Regions from separate parts of the Sus scrofa genome. Here region 1 is linked to region 2. The links are chromatin contacts, called in public Hi-C maps. All regions are on one chromosome and are shown on one strand. Each heading gives the region's core, a stretch centred on a gene start, on an enhancer-like site or on the middle of the called end of the contact. The rest is flanking DNA. Distances are from core to core; before and after follow the strand shown. Region 1 has its middle 36 kb from the start of LY86. Region 2 overlaps LYRM4 (LYR motif-containing protein 4).

Region 1 (7,393 bases), core at 3,037-5,536, 980 kb after region 2:
ATACTTTTCAGAATCAGTATTGATTATAAACCAGCATTGACTCAAAGCACAGTACTATGTTGAGTTTTTGAATTATATTCAGTGTAAACTGGTATCTTTACAAATTGAGTCTTCCTATTCATAGATATGGTATACCTCCCAATTTATTTCTCCTAGCTAATAACTCTCAGTAGAGTTTTATAATTCCTGGCATAATCTTTTGATAGATTTATTACTGGTTGAAATGACCTTATTGCTATTAAACATACTCTCATGTATTTTCAAAGAGTTTACTGCTGGATCCTTTACACTGATATGATATCTACCCACTTTGTCACAGATTTTTAAATCTTTTATAATTTGTCTGTAGCTGTTTCTTTTGGAATTTCTTGGTAGAAAATTATATTATCTATAAATACTGAGCATTTCATTTCTTACCATTTTTTCTCTTTTATTTGCTTTCTTCATTTGTCCATCATCCTTGAAATTTTACTATAAAAACTTAACAGTGTCAGGAGTCAATCAAATATCTACCTGAATAGACGAGTTTCCAGAAAAAAAGATACACAAAAGACCATCAGGTACAGGAAAAGGTACTCAGCATCAGTAACGGGGGAAATGCAAATTAAAACCATGTAAGATATCACATCTATTAGAATGGCTGTTATCAAAAAGACAAGAGATATTGTTGCAAGGATGTGGAGAAAGGGAACTTTTGTGAGCTTTGAATAGAAATGTAAATTGGTGCAGCCACTATGGAAAACAGCATGGAGTTTCCTCCAAAAGTTAAAAACAGAACTCTATGCTCCCATAATCCCACTTCTAGGTAGATATTCAAAGGATTTGAAATCGCTGTCTCGTAGGAACACCTGCCCCACCATGTTCACTGCAGCCTTCCTCACAATAGCCAAGATATGGAACCAACATGTGTCCATCAATGGATGAATGGATAAGGAAGATGAGGTACATATACACAACGGTACATTATTCAGACATGAATAATGGAAGGAAATTCTGCCATTTGTGACAACATGGACAGACCTCGAGGGCATTATCCTAAGTGAAAAAAGTCAGACAGAGAAAGACAAACACTGTATGAGCTCATTTACATGCAGAATCTAAAAGAAGTCAAACTCACAGACACAGAGGGTATAATGACCACCATCAGGGAATGGGGGGTGGGGAAAATAGGGAAATTTTGGTCAAAGAGTACAGTGTCCCGGACTCCGACTCCTCCTCGATGGTCTGAACTGAGAGTTGTGTCTGCCCAGCACAGTGAGACGTGAGCTTCTCAAGGGCATCACCTGCACCACAGTACAGTGTCTCCCGAGCATCACCCTCATCAGGACCATGGGTATCTCCTATGCATCACCTGCATCAGGACCATGAATATCTCCCAAGCATCACCAGCAGCACAAGTGTGCCATCATCTTTGCTCAGCTTTCAGCCCTTGAGCAGGTGATATTGTTTAGTTTCTTGGCCTTTCACCCTTCACAGGCATGGCTTAGAAATCCAGAAATGTCTGGAAGAGGAACTGTATACTGACTCAACTCCCTTTGCTTCTGCTTAATGGCACATCAAGTCCCGGCAACTTGGCATCCTGCACTCCAATCATTTTGACTGCAGCAAGCTTTGAGCTGCCACTTTCTGTCTGGGTTCCACACCCCATGACAAGGCCTGAATCAGCAAATGCTCCAAGGGGAGAACAGCAGCTGTAAAGAAAGGACTCATTTCAGTGCACTTCTCTCCTGCTCACATCTCAGCCCCTTCAAATCCTGGTGACCTTGACTGCTCTCTGATGCTCTCAGACTGCTTTCTGTTTTATTTTATTCAGCTTCACAGTTCTTTAGCACTTGGGGTGTTATTACATAAACCACTACTTTACAGCCAAAAATGGAAAACCCCTTCAGGTTTTTTTTCCCCCCAGAAATGTACTAGGTGGCATATTTTCTTACTTAATGGAAATGTCTTTCTGTTGGCTCCATGTGTGAAAGATAATTTGATGTAGATCAAAACTCTTGGTTCACCAACACTTTTCCCTAAAAATTCTGTAGATGTTGCTCCATATTCTTTTTGTATTTAATGTGCCAGAGAAAAACTCTCATTGAGCTTGATTTTTGTTCCTTGGTCACAGGTGTTAAAATTAAATTAATGTTTCGGGCGAGACACCAAAAAGAATGATATCAACTTCAACGTCTGCATAGCTTTTCTGAGTAGGTGGCTGAGAAAGGAGTAGCCTCACCCATCCAGAGAACCAAGGATGCAGAGCTGGGCTGATTTGCAAGCAAGACTTTGGGGGATGCCTCTGGACCAGGCCAGCTCTCTCACCTCAAGTGTCTGGGGGTGGGTGGGTTGGAGGAGCTCAGTGGAGCACTCAGAACCCTTGGGAGACTCGCCATCTTTTCACCCTGCCTGCTATTACTGTTTGTATACTGACCACATGTAAAAGGTGTCATCATATGGTCTCAACCAAATTAAACACATACAGAAAAACTATTGTAAGGAAACACATGGCAAGGATTGTCATATGTTTGGGGGGGGCGGATTTTTGTCCTCATTTATTCCCTTATTTTCCAAACCTGTACAAAGACATGCACTGCTTTTAACAATTTGAAATCTTGCTTTTAAATACCTAAATGTAAACACTTTACCATACACTGTATGCTAAGTATGTGTTTTTAACCTACAGTTTCGTAAAAAAAAAAAAAAAATGTTCCCGTAAAAAAAAAAAAAAACCCAGAATAGAACACCCCACCCCGCCACCTCGGAATGTGTTTTCCTCTGGATCGTGATTTCCCCTAGATAGCTATTTTCAACCTTTTATATATAGTGGGGGACGGGGGGGGGGGGTAGGTACTTTAAGAATATACCAGTTCCGGACATAAGGTGGGTCTACCCGATCATTGGATGGCCTTAGGAGCACCTGCAGGGGCCTCTCCCATCCCCACTCAGGGTGAGACCCTCCTCATTCTGCTTCTCTCTCTGGGTGCCTCCTCCTTTCCCCTCAGTCCCTCCTCCCAGGCACCCCGCCTCGCCGACCCTTGCCCCCTAAGCTGCTCACAGCCACATTTAGATGGCCCTTGGTACACATTCTGGCACATTTTCCTTCAACCACTGGGCGCTTTTTTTGAGAATGGGTTTCTGCACTAGCCGGCACCCACCCCCACCCCCACCCCCACCCCTCAGGGCAGGAATGTGACTCCTGGCCGAGCTGGGGTCGCGGAGGGTTGGGGAGGGGGCCTTGGCGCAAATGCAATTCAATTGACCGGCCAGCAGCCGGCTCCTCTGGGGGCGCTCACAGCTTGCCGCTCGCCGGCCCGCTTTCTCCCGGAGATGAAAAAGGGAAAGGGAGGAGGCCACTAATGTGAGAAACAGTCCCTCTCCTGGGTCAGCAATGGCGCGGTCCGGGGAGGGGCCGCCCTGGCGCAGTCGTGTCCCTAAGGGCCCCGGCCCAAGAGGCCGCCTTCAGATCCGCAGCCAAGTGAATTGCAATGAAAAATTCATTGGCCTCCACTCTTTCGCGGCCCAGATCCGCACGGAGCACCCCCCTCCCCCCGCCACCCAAGCCAGGCAGGAGCAGCTGGGCTTTAAAGCGGCCGCTCCGCCCGGGATGCGCTTGGCTTCGGGCGGGGGGTGCTCGGTCAGGGAGCCAGGGTTATTCTCCACAATACCAGTGGGAAGCACGCCCTGGGTCTCCAGAACCCTCGAGTGTGTAAACGGACCCCCGACCAGGGCCTAGTCCCCGCCACCAGCTTTAGCAGCCACAACGCAGCCAGAGCGCAAGGCCCTTCCGGGGAGGCGGGGGAAGAGGGGGTGGCCAGGGCGGGCAGGTGTCGCAGCCCCTAGGCCGGGGTGGCGGGGGAGGGCGGGGGCCAGAGTCGGAGAGATGCAACAGAGCCACGGGTTTCTGGAGGCCTGTGCAGCCCCTGCCATCTGGGCACTGCGCAGACAGACGCTGCGTGGGCCCCCGGAGCGAGCCACCTCCGCGCGGCTGCGGGAAGGCTCCACGTCGGGGGCTGCGGGAAGAAACACCGGCCGGGGCTCGCCTGCTGCCCAGGCTCTGCGTGTGGAAGTCATTTTCCTAAAATGACTTTCAATAGCCACTGATGATTTGCTATGGGACACGCAGGACTCTGAGGTGCTACCCTCTGACCTAGCTGGGATGCGCGGCGTTATCCGGCTGTTTTGCTTTGGCCCCAAACGCGCTGATTAGAGAAGTTGGAGATTCAGGTCAGGCTTTCCCAGGACCTCCAGGCCCGGACTGCGCCGGCTCGCGGGCCAACAGCGCCATCTGGTGGTCATGGTCGCACTGCGGCGGGACCAGGCCGAGTGATGTAATGGTCCACGTTTGCCTTCAGAGTGGGCTCTGCCGCAGGGCCCGCGTTGCCCGAGGTTCCCACTCCAGTATTTCCTGTAAATGAGTCATCGCGCAAGGGATTTCTCCATAGGACCCTTGCTATACATTGCAACGGACGTGTCCCTCTTTGCACTCTATTCCAGGGCTTCTGGATTTGAAGCTGAAAGCGAGGAAGAACTCAAAGTCTAAACTCCTTGATTCACAGCTGTGAAGCTGGCTGGTTATGCGACTTTTCCCAGGTCCGGCCACGCGAGGACCAGAATCGCGCCTCTTGGCAGAGTGTTTTTAAGAGCCCTGTGAGTTATGTCGGCTTGGGAACTTATTCGGTCCCTTGGGCCTGCAGAACAGATGCCTTGGTGCCTGAAAAGCCCGGAGCACGCTCTCACTGTCACCTCTCCGCTGCCCCTCTCCGCTTTGCCACTTACCCCAACCCAGGCTAATGTCCTCAGCTGCCTCCTTGTCTGGCACCTCATCCCGCCAAGACTCACTGAGAAGGCCCCTATGCAGAGGACTGATGGGACCAGGGGCAAATTTAGGTGGACTTGCGGCTGCGCCCTCCCTGCAACTCAGGGCTTTCAACATTCGTTGATTCCTGCATTGCAGATGCTGCAAATGCTTCCTTCTGATCTTCAGCTCTTGGCCTTACAAGACCTCACCATTTCAAAAACAAATTCTCCTGCTTTCCAGAGACGAGGTTTGCCTCCTGGGAGCCTCCTCCATGTTGCCTCTTTCGCCCTTAAAATATTTGCATTATCTCTATCTTCTCTTTCTCTATTGCCTCAAGGGGGAGGAAAAAAATCCTTTGTCTTTTCTAAAGCAAATGCATCGACTTTTACCTCTCGCATAAAAGAGTGAGCCCAAATAAAACAGGAAAATAAAAACAGTCAAAAGAGCAAATTGAAGAAGCTAAAGGCAACATTAAGAAACCATCAGTAGTCTCGGGTGCATGAAAAAAATACTGCATAGTGGAGAAAAAGATGCCACCAGAAAAGGAATATTCAGAGATGGCGGGGGGGGAAACCTCCTGGAAATTAGAACACATGATTATAACAGCCAAAGACTCAAAGAAAGGATTCAATGAAAATGTAAGGCGGCTCCAGAAAGTTGAACAAAAAGGCAAAACAATAGAGAGCTAAAAATTAGAAATAAAGCAAGACTAGTCGAAGAGAGTCAGTTACATAATTTGAAAAGCTCAGTGCAAAATGATAATGTTGGGGTCCCTTGTTTAAAAAATCGTTAAGATTTTCAGGCACGGGCTGGTACCGTGAACACGGGTCTCTGGCCCCTCCTCTCCTTCCTCTGGGTTAAGGGATCCTAGCAACCTGAGACCTTAGCAACCTGTGACAGGAGGAATCCTTTTGGTCAGAGTTTTGACCCACAAGAGCTCTGCTTTTTAGACTATTTGGAGGTTAGTGGAAAGCGAGAGCCCCGCCATCAGCTCTGCAAGTTTAAAGCTGAGCTGCCCAGGAGTTCCCGTCGTGGCTCAGTGGTTAACGAATCTGACTAGGAACCACGAGGTTGCAGGTTCGATCCCTGGTCTTGCTCAGTGGGTTAAGGATCCGGCATTACCGTGAGCTGTGGTGTAGATCGCAGACGTGGCTCAGATCCCGAGTTGCTGTGGCTCTGGTATAGGCTGGTGGCTACAGCTCCGATTCAACCCCTAGCCTGGGAACCTCCACATGCCATGGGAGCAGCTCTAGAAAAGGCAAAAAGACAAAAATAAATAAATAAATAAATAAAGCTGAGCTGCCCAGTACAGAGGCCTTAAAGACTATGAGATCAGGACTCAGAAGCATGAGGCTAATGAGACTCAGGTGTGTCTGGTCTGATGGAGACAGATTGTAAGTGTAAAATATACACAGGATTTAAATATTTAGTATAAAAAAATAACATCAATATCCTGTTAATAATTGTGTTGTAGTGATTACATATTGAAGTGATAATGTCTTAGATATATTACGTTAAATATATTATCACAATTTCACCTGTTTCTTTTTACTTTTTAAAAATCTGGCTGTTGGGGGTTCCTATTATGGCTCAACAGGTTAAGAACCCGACTCAGAACCACGAGGACATGGGTTCCATCCCTGGCCTCACTCAGTGGGTCAAGGATCCAGCATTGCCATGAGCTGTGGAGTAGGTCGCAGATGCAGCTCGAATCTGGCATTGCTGTGGCTGTGGTGTAGGCCGGCAGCTGAAGCTCTGATTCCACCTCTAGCCTGGGAACTTCCACAGCCCTAAAAAGACAAAAAAAAAAAAAGCTGCTATCGAAAAAATTTTAATGTGGCCTGTATTTTTATTGGACGGCACTGGTCTTTATTACCGAGCGACAGTCACTAACCCAGTAGTTACTTCTATGTTTTGTTTCTGCCTTCTTATCACAGAGTTTCGGGGCAGCTGACTTGGCCCAAGCCATATCCATCAGTTTCCAAAGAAGAACATAGAAACTACTCTAGGTATTTCAAACGGATGGAGATGTAGTGTAGGGAATTAGGTTACCAGATCATTATAAAGGCGGGAAGAGCTAAACAGGAAGGTGGTGTTTCCTGAAATCCAGAACTGCAGAAAGCTGCCACCACTCTGTAGAGGAGCCAGGGCTCATGGGAGCCTACCCCACTCACCCTGCCCCATTGTTCAGCAGCTCCAAGAACTCACGGTCAAGTGTGGGCTACACCAGGGCAGGAGTCTGCTGATGGTGTTGCCGCTGTGGGCACCACGTAGCAGCTGACAATCACTCTCTGCTGTCACTGGGCTAGAGGACACGATATTGTTGTTGAGAGGGCCTGCCAGAAACATAGTGGCTTCTGCCTTTTCACTCTTTCTACTTTCTGTGGATGCCTCCAACTGGCAGGCTTCAATAGAGTTTGGCTGGATATGAAGTCTGGAGAATGTAGTTTGCAAGCTTCTAGCCCTGGCAGCGAGAAGGAAAGGATGATGGGATGAGGCACAGAGGTTTCCTATAGAGTCTCTTCTAGTAGATCAACGTGGCAAATATCATTGAATGTACTGGGAGGAAAGTCTTTGGCTGAATGGGGATGAATTATTGATAAGGACCCA
Region 2 (7,361 bases), core at 1,495-3,994:
ACAGCCACAGCCATGCAGGATCCAAGCTGTGTTTGCGACCTACACCACAGCTCATGGAAATGCTGGAACCCACTGAGCGAGGCCAGGGATCGAACCCACGTCCTCATGGATGCTCCTCAGCTCTGTCTTACCGCTGAGCCATGACGGGAACGCAGGGACTGTGTCCTCTTCATGTCCCCAGCACTGAGCAGTGTGGAGTTAGCTTCCTTCCCACCCCCTAAACAAAGAGTCTGAGGCTGGTCCTTGTCACGTGTCCTGGGGGAGACCTCTCATGACCTTGCCGAGGTGGTGGGCAGAGCCAGGCAAGGAGAAAGCAGACAGGGCCCTCCCCCGACCAGCTGCTAGAAGGGAGCCTTCTCCCTGGAGACCACGCAGGGCTTGGAGGCCAGCACTGGGGATTCTGGGATGACTGTGGCTGGGGGAGGAAGGTGGACCCCAGGGATCTGGCTGACAGAGAGCTCTGTTGGTCCAGGAGGGGGTGTCCCCGAGCTGGGACTGTATTAAGAGGACCTGGGAACCTGCTGTCACCACTCTGGCACTGGTCCCCGGGGGTAGGGAACATTCTCCTTGTGTCACCTCCGGAACTGCGGCCATGCAGGCAGGCTGACAACAGCCCTGAACCCCAGTGAGATGACAAAGGAAAACTAACAGTAAGAGTTAAGGGAATCTAGGAGCCAGACAGAAAACATCTGACCCAAACGGCCGCCTGTAACACAAAGCTGCTGGCAGAGGCAGAGGAACAGCGCAGCTAGAGCGCTTAGACTCTGGGAGAAACTGCTGGTAGGGAACAGACTTACTGACGAAATTTACACATGTTGGGAGACAGAGTGTCTTGATGGAAAAAACATTATCTTTTTGCAAATATCTGTAAAAATATATGCTTCTAATTACAAGCATCAGGCTATAGAAGGCAATTGTCAAAGAGTAGCAAAGCGGACCTCCCACACTAATCACAAGAGGGGAGAAGGAATGAAGAGCTACTTGGTAAAACCAATAAAAATAAAGAGGCGAAGAAAAGAAAACAAAGCCTAATAAATAACAGAATGAGATGAAGGAATGAAATCAACTCTATCAGCCATTAAATGAAACGTGGCAGGACTAACTGGGAATGATAACAAACAAGACAAAACTCCTAAAACAAACTGCAAGTGGAGGGATGTATCAGGGTGTGCTAGGCGTGTTCTGGGGGAAAAAGGCCAGTTTGTATTAATATGAGGCGGGGTTGAGTCTAAGAAGCACTAAACTGAACAATCACCAACATCTGCCAAAAAGACGGAGCAGCTGAAACCCCCATGCGCTAAATAAAGACAGTAGCTAAACTCATCAAGCTGGGACTACGAGAAATGAAAGGGGACATTCATCAAAACCCACTCCTGTGGGAACGCTGACGGTCGTCTTCCGAAAGAGAACAGAGCAGAGCCTTCAAGGACTTGGCCAGAGAAAGTCTTAAAAAGCTCTCCACCTCTCAGGTTAATTTACTTCTTGTTAGATTTTTGAATTAGCTGCCTCAGAATTGCCCACAACTTCCTCTTAAAGAACATCCTTAATATGCAGTCCTTAAAAACGACCCTGTAGAATATTTAAGGGCCTGGAAGATAGAATTTGAGTGGAAAAGAAAGAGCTGGGCACAAGTCATCATCAGGCCGCAATCATCACCCCGTCCCGGACTCACACCTTTTGCTTCAAGTGGTCGCGGCCGCCCAGCTGACAGATCAGGATTCGTTAGCGGATCGGAAATTCTGACCTGGCTTAACCTCAAGCAAGTTTCCATGACTGTACCCGACTCTTGTGGCTTTCAGGACCCCCCCGGAGCGGGGAGAGAAGGCATCCCAGCTGGTAACCCCAGTTCTCCGGGATTAAAGGTGAGCTCACCTGCTTTACCTGCTGAACCGACTATCCTTGAGAGACACACTCACTGGGCAGGTGCCAGGCTTAGTGGCCGAACGTCTTGGTTTCCCACTTAATTTTTACCGACAGCCCATCTCTACATAAGGCCCACACCTCAGGATGAGTACATGCAGAAGCAGGGAAGTTTAGTGCTCTGGCTACACTTTCACAGCTGGCACGCGGCTTACGGAGCTGACACAACCCAACCCAGGTCTTCTGACGATAAAACCTGCCATCTTTATAAATATATGTATGTACGTTCACAACTCAGAGCTAAGTGGGCGTAGGGGGTCGGGCGCGGGCGGGGGGGACGACACGGCAGCTCCCGGGCTGGGGACGAACCGAGAAGGGTCGCTGGGGGCGGATCTGGCGGAGACCAACATCTGTCATCTTTTACTACAACACACTTCCTCTCCTATTTTTCCCAGTTCTTGTTTTAGGGCGGCGTCCCGCACCATTCAAGCAGATGCTTCTGTTCTTCCCAGTTAATATTTTACGGAGAAACGCCACGCTAGTCAACGGCAGAGTCCCCGGGTCACCGAGGCTGGGCTGCAAGAGGCCGAGACAGACGGAGACGCAGCTCCCACCCAGGTTTACTGCGCCTCGGCTGCAGGAGCCCCCCACCCCTTCGGAAATGGGAGTTTGGGGCGATGGGCGCTGAGCCGGGCGAAGCACAGGCCAGGTGCCCTGGGCCGCGCGGAGGACTGGGCCTCATGCATCTCTGGCCAGCGGTTTCCGAGGGCGCTCAGGCTTTGCCAGAAAAGGAAGCGGGCCGAGCGGAGGGAACTGGACCGCCCTGTCTGCTCTGATCCCACTTGCGCCTCTGCCAAGGCTGGCCGATCCCAGCTCTCCCAGCTCTCCCAGCTCGGGGAGGCGGATCTTGCAAAGGAAATGGCACTTTCTTCCTGAAGATGGGGGAGGCGGGCCCCACGGAGCTGCTTGGGGACCGAGGGCAGCGCGAGGAGAGGAAAGGCAGCGGGAGAATGTCCACTTCCCGCCCCGAGGGGTCGGCCCGCTGCCCTATTTGGCCCCTTGCCCCAGGTTTTCTGGAGAAGAGGCCGGGACAGCTGCTCTGGCAGTGGGGGAGCGTGTGTGCAGGTGCTGGGGGCCAGTGGGGCCATGGTCCCCACGCTGCCAGGTCTCCCCCCGGATGCCCGGCCATCAGAGCCCTAGGCCCTTTCCTCTCCCAGCAGAACAACAGGCAGGTCTGTGCAAGACGGCCTTCTTCTTCCGATGTTTCCCCAAATTTTATTTTCTGAAATAAGAGATAACACTTGGTGTGGCTCTAGGCAGCTGCTTCCTGGCAGCGTTTCCCCTCTGCCGGGAGGGAGAAGACACGGGGAGAGACCAGCAGGAAGGTAAACAGCTCTCGGCACCGCCCGACCCGCCGAGGAGCGCGAACCCCGGCTGTCTGCCGGCACCCGGGTCTCAGGGACAGCCTGATGCTCGAGTCACACCTCAGGGGTGCGTTTACGTGGTCTGGGGTGTCGCTCACGTGTCACACGGTACAGGTTGTGGAGAAACACAGGGCGTAAACTCCCCGTGCAGACCACTTTAAAGTATCCCACCCAGTGGCACTCATGACATTCCTAGCGTCCTACACCCATCACCACCCTCTGCTGCCAGGATCTCTCATCCCCCCAAGAGCAGACCTCGTACCCATTCGCAGCCACTGCCCATTCTCTCCCCCGGCCCCTGGCAACCACCAGGGGCCTCCACACGCCCTCTGGATTTCCCCATTCTGCACATTTTCAATAAACGGAACCATAAAATATGTGGCCTTTGCGTCAGGCAGGCTTCTTCCACTTCGCATCAGGGATTCATTACTTTCAGGCTGACTTCCACGGCAGGCAGGCAGGCAGGCAGGCAGGCAGGCGTCGTCTTTCACTTGTCCCTCTTCGGCTGGAGGACACGTGGGTTGTTTGTACCTCTGGCTGTCGTGAGTAACACTGTCGTGAACACTTGTGCACGCGTCCTTGTTTCCATTCCTTTGGAGGAGACTTGCTGGACGATAAGTAAGGTCATGGTTACCTCATTTCCAAACGTCAGGATTCGGCAACGCTCCCGGGTGAGCCTAACATCCAGCCAAGCCCAAGAACCCAGCTAGCTAAGATCCAACTACCAGTTTTTATACAAGATAAGCGACCCAATAAATCAGCAAAATCCTGACCCAAGAACAAGAACTAAATTACAAGGGAAATCAGGGCCGACGGGGAGACGCGGGAACAGCCGCTAATGAGAAGGAAGGTCAGAGACAGACGGTCCAGGACACCGGGGTCCCAAGCCCAACGCACAGACACACAAAGTGAAAAGAACTGCATTTGTGAGATAACTGGAAATTCAAACACTGCATGTTTGATGATATTAAGAAATTACTGTGAATTTGTTATAACAATGGCACTGTACTGACGTACTGAAATAGTTTCATATTAAAATGAACATTTTCTCAAACAACATGACTGGGCACAGGTGGGCATTTGCCATTGGCCACGAATGTGTAATTCTGATGGAAGGTAGACGGCTGGCGGTGGGTACATGATAAAAATTTAAACAAGCTGGTGTAGGTACTTTGAAAATCAATACGGAGCTTCCAAAAAATTAAACATGGAACTGCCATACGAGCCGGCAACCCACCTCTGGGTATCGACCCCAAGCAAATGAGCTAGTATTTTGAGGACATCTCGCACCTCCGAGTTCAATGCAGACCCTGCCCGTGACAGCCAAGACCCAGGAGCAGCCCAGGAGCCCGTCCCCAGATGAAGGGACCAAGAAAATGCTAGGTACATGTGCACGCACACACACACACACACTCACACACACAACACACACACAGTACTCATACAACACTCATACTCACACACTCTCAAACACAGAGGAATACTGCTCTGACATAAAAAGAAGAAAACCTCTCCATTTGTGAAAACATGAATGAACCCGTGGACATTATGCAAAGTGAAATGAGCCAGACACAAAAGACAAATATTGGAGCTCCCGTCATGGCGCAGCAGAAATGAATGTGACTAGGAACCATGAGGTTGTAGGTTCGATCCCTGGCCTCGCTCAGTGGGTTAAGGATTCGGCATTGCCGAGAGCTGTGGTGTAGATTGCAGATGTGGCTTGGATCTGGCGTTGCTGTGGCTGCGGTGTAGGCCGGCAGCTGTAGCTCCGATTGGACCCCTAGCCTAGGAACCTCCATATGCTGTGGGTGCGGCCCTGAAAAACAAAAACAAACAAACAAACAAAAGACAAATATTGCATGGCGTCACCTTATACATGGAATTAAAAAGAAAATAAAAGTCAAACTCACGGCAACAAAGAGCACAAAGAAGAGGGGTTACCAGGTGGGGGAGGGGAGGTGGAGATTGATCAAAGGGTACAAACTGAGTTATGAGACAAGAAAGTTCGGGAGCCCGAGGGTCGTCTCCACTCTATAGTAACTACAGTTCAAGACAATATATTGTACACTTGAAATGTGCTAGAGAGGAGAGCTCACGTGTTCTCCCTGCAGCAGAAAAGGCGACTGTGAGGGGATGGGTATGGAATCATCGGGACCTTGGGACTCTCACAGTGTATACAGGCACCAACACAGCCTGTCCTGCACTTCAACACACACGACTTTTATTTGCCAATCAAACTTCAATAAAGCTAGGGGGAGAAACGTAAAAACAAAACAAAACAAATAAAAAGTCATAGCCATTGCAAACAAACATAGATGGCAAATGTAAGCAAACGTCTATTTGTTTAAGAAAACTCATCCCTGCTCACTGCCCTCCTTCCCGAGCTAACCACCCTCCTGGGACTGTGAGGACAGTGGGTGCAGTGAGCACAGCAAGGGCAGTGAGCACAGCAAGAGCAGTGGGCGCAGTGAGCAGAGTGAGTACGGGGAGGACGCTGAGGGCAGCGGGGAGGACGGTGAGGGCAGCGAGCACGTGCAGATTCACTCCCCGTGTGCTTTCAGGGTAATGCAATGAGCTCCCTGAGCAGGGTTCACTGGCGATGCCTGGGGCCTTGTTGCCTTTAAAGACAAGGATTTTCTTCTACATTTTCCTGTTGAGTCCATTCAAAAAGGCTCTAGAATTTGAAACGAATCCAATCCTGTTTTTTATTGTGGTAAAATATACACATGAAATTTGCCATTTTAAAGTGTACAGTTCTGTGGCATCAACTACCTTCAGGCTGTAGTGCAGACATCACCACCATCCCCTTGAACTTTCTTTTCTTTCCAAACTGAAACCATGTCCGCAAGCAGCACCGCCTCTCCCTCGGGCTTCCCCCAGTCCCGGCAAACACCACGCACATCCTGTCTCCATGATGTGACTCCTCTAGGGACCTCATACAAGGACTCACACAGGAGTTGTCCTTCTGTGGTTTATTTTTCTGAGCATAATGTCTTCAAGGTTCATCCATGCTGTGTCCTGTACAGAATTTCCTTCCTTTGTGAGGCTGAATGCGTGTACCGCCTTCTGTGCGTCCACCATTCACTGATGGACGCATGGGGTGCTTCTCCTTTTGGCTACTGTGAATGATGCGATGAACAGTGTATGCAAATATCTGGTGAGTCCCTGCTTTCAATTCTTTTGGGCACTGCCCAGCAATGGAACTGCTAGATCACACTGTAATTCCAGCCAACATTCTTTGTAATAATAATCTGTCCACAGTTTCCTACTGCATCCATCCATCCATCCATCCATCCATCCATCCATCCATCCATCCATCCATCTATCTTTTTAGGGCCTTACCCATGGCACACGGAAGTTCCTGGGCTAGGGGTTGAATTGGAGTTGCAGCCACCAGCCTACACCACAGCCACAGCCACAACAGATCCAAGCCTCATCTGTGCCCTACACCACAGCTCATGGCAACACTGGATCCTTAACCCACTGAGTGAGGCCAGGGATCAAATGGTGTGGAGACTCGTCAGGTTTGTTACTGCTGAGCCATGACGGGGACTCCCTCCTGCTGCCCTTAGAACAGGCTGGGCTGGGGGTGGAAAGTGAGAAGGCAGGACAAATCTGTGTTCCCATCCAGGGCTTTGTCCTAAGACAAACCTGGTTTACGACCTCGCTCTGCCACCTACTGGCTCTGAAACCTTGGGTTTGTTACCTAAACCTGGAGGCTGCTTCCTCACTTACAAAACGGGGTAACGCCAACCTTGTATAAATGGCTAGTGCTGGTTAAGTGCTGGCTCAGTGCTCGGCACACAGCGCTCGACGCTTCTGCTGGCTGCATTTCTTCCGTTTCTGGTCCGGGTCGTGGCTGAGGAAGGGGCGCCCAGGTGAAGGCGAGTCCCTCCGGCTCTGATCACAGCTTCTTCCCCCACGGGCCGAGCTGCCCTCGGAACAGACACCCCAGGATGGCAGCAGACCTTCCTGGCTTCCGGGGAGGCCTACCGAGAGTCCGGTCCCCGCCTGGTTCTCTTCTCCTTCCTAACAGCCTTATGACTGGAGACCACCTCACAGCCCCTCACACCAACC

The links. A called contact is a pair of places that touch in the nucleus more often than the background predicts.
Region 1: a Hi-C map of omental adipose tissue shows a contact between it and region 2, with 2.5 times the contacts expected there. The contact joins two enhancer-like sites. A contact is called at or near these places in 19 of 47 Hi-C or Micro-C datasets (alveolar macrophages, brain, embryonic fibroblasts and 12 more) and 1 of 2 datasets of contacts at active chromatin or transcription factors (skeletal muscle).

Annotation. Positions count from the first base shown.
Region 1 is chr7:4,068,670-4,076,062 of Sscrofa11.1, forward strand. No RefSeq gene overlaps it. Among named protein-coding and RNA genes, the nearest start is that of LY86, 36 kb to the right of the region's middle. Within about 2 kb of position 4,287, at least 23 of the 83 cell types and tissues checked have an H3K27ac peak or open chromatin away from gene starts, as enhancers often do. A contact at or near this core is called in fetal skeletal muscle, omental adipose tissue, retroperitoneal adipose tissue and 1 more, where this site is marked.
Region 2 is chr7:3,088,922-3,096,282 of Sscrofa11.1, forward strand. All of the region lies in intron 2 of LYRM4 (LYR motif-containing protein 4), which reads right to left. Among named protein-coding and RNA genes, the nearest start is that of PPP1R3G, 43 kb to the left of the region's middle. Within about 2 kb of position 2,745, at least 23 of the 83 cell types and tissues checked have an H3K27ac peak or open chromatin away from gene starts, as enhancers often do. A contact at or near this core is called in fetal skeletal muscle, omental adipose tissue, retroperitoneal adipose tissue and 1 more, where this site is marked.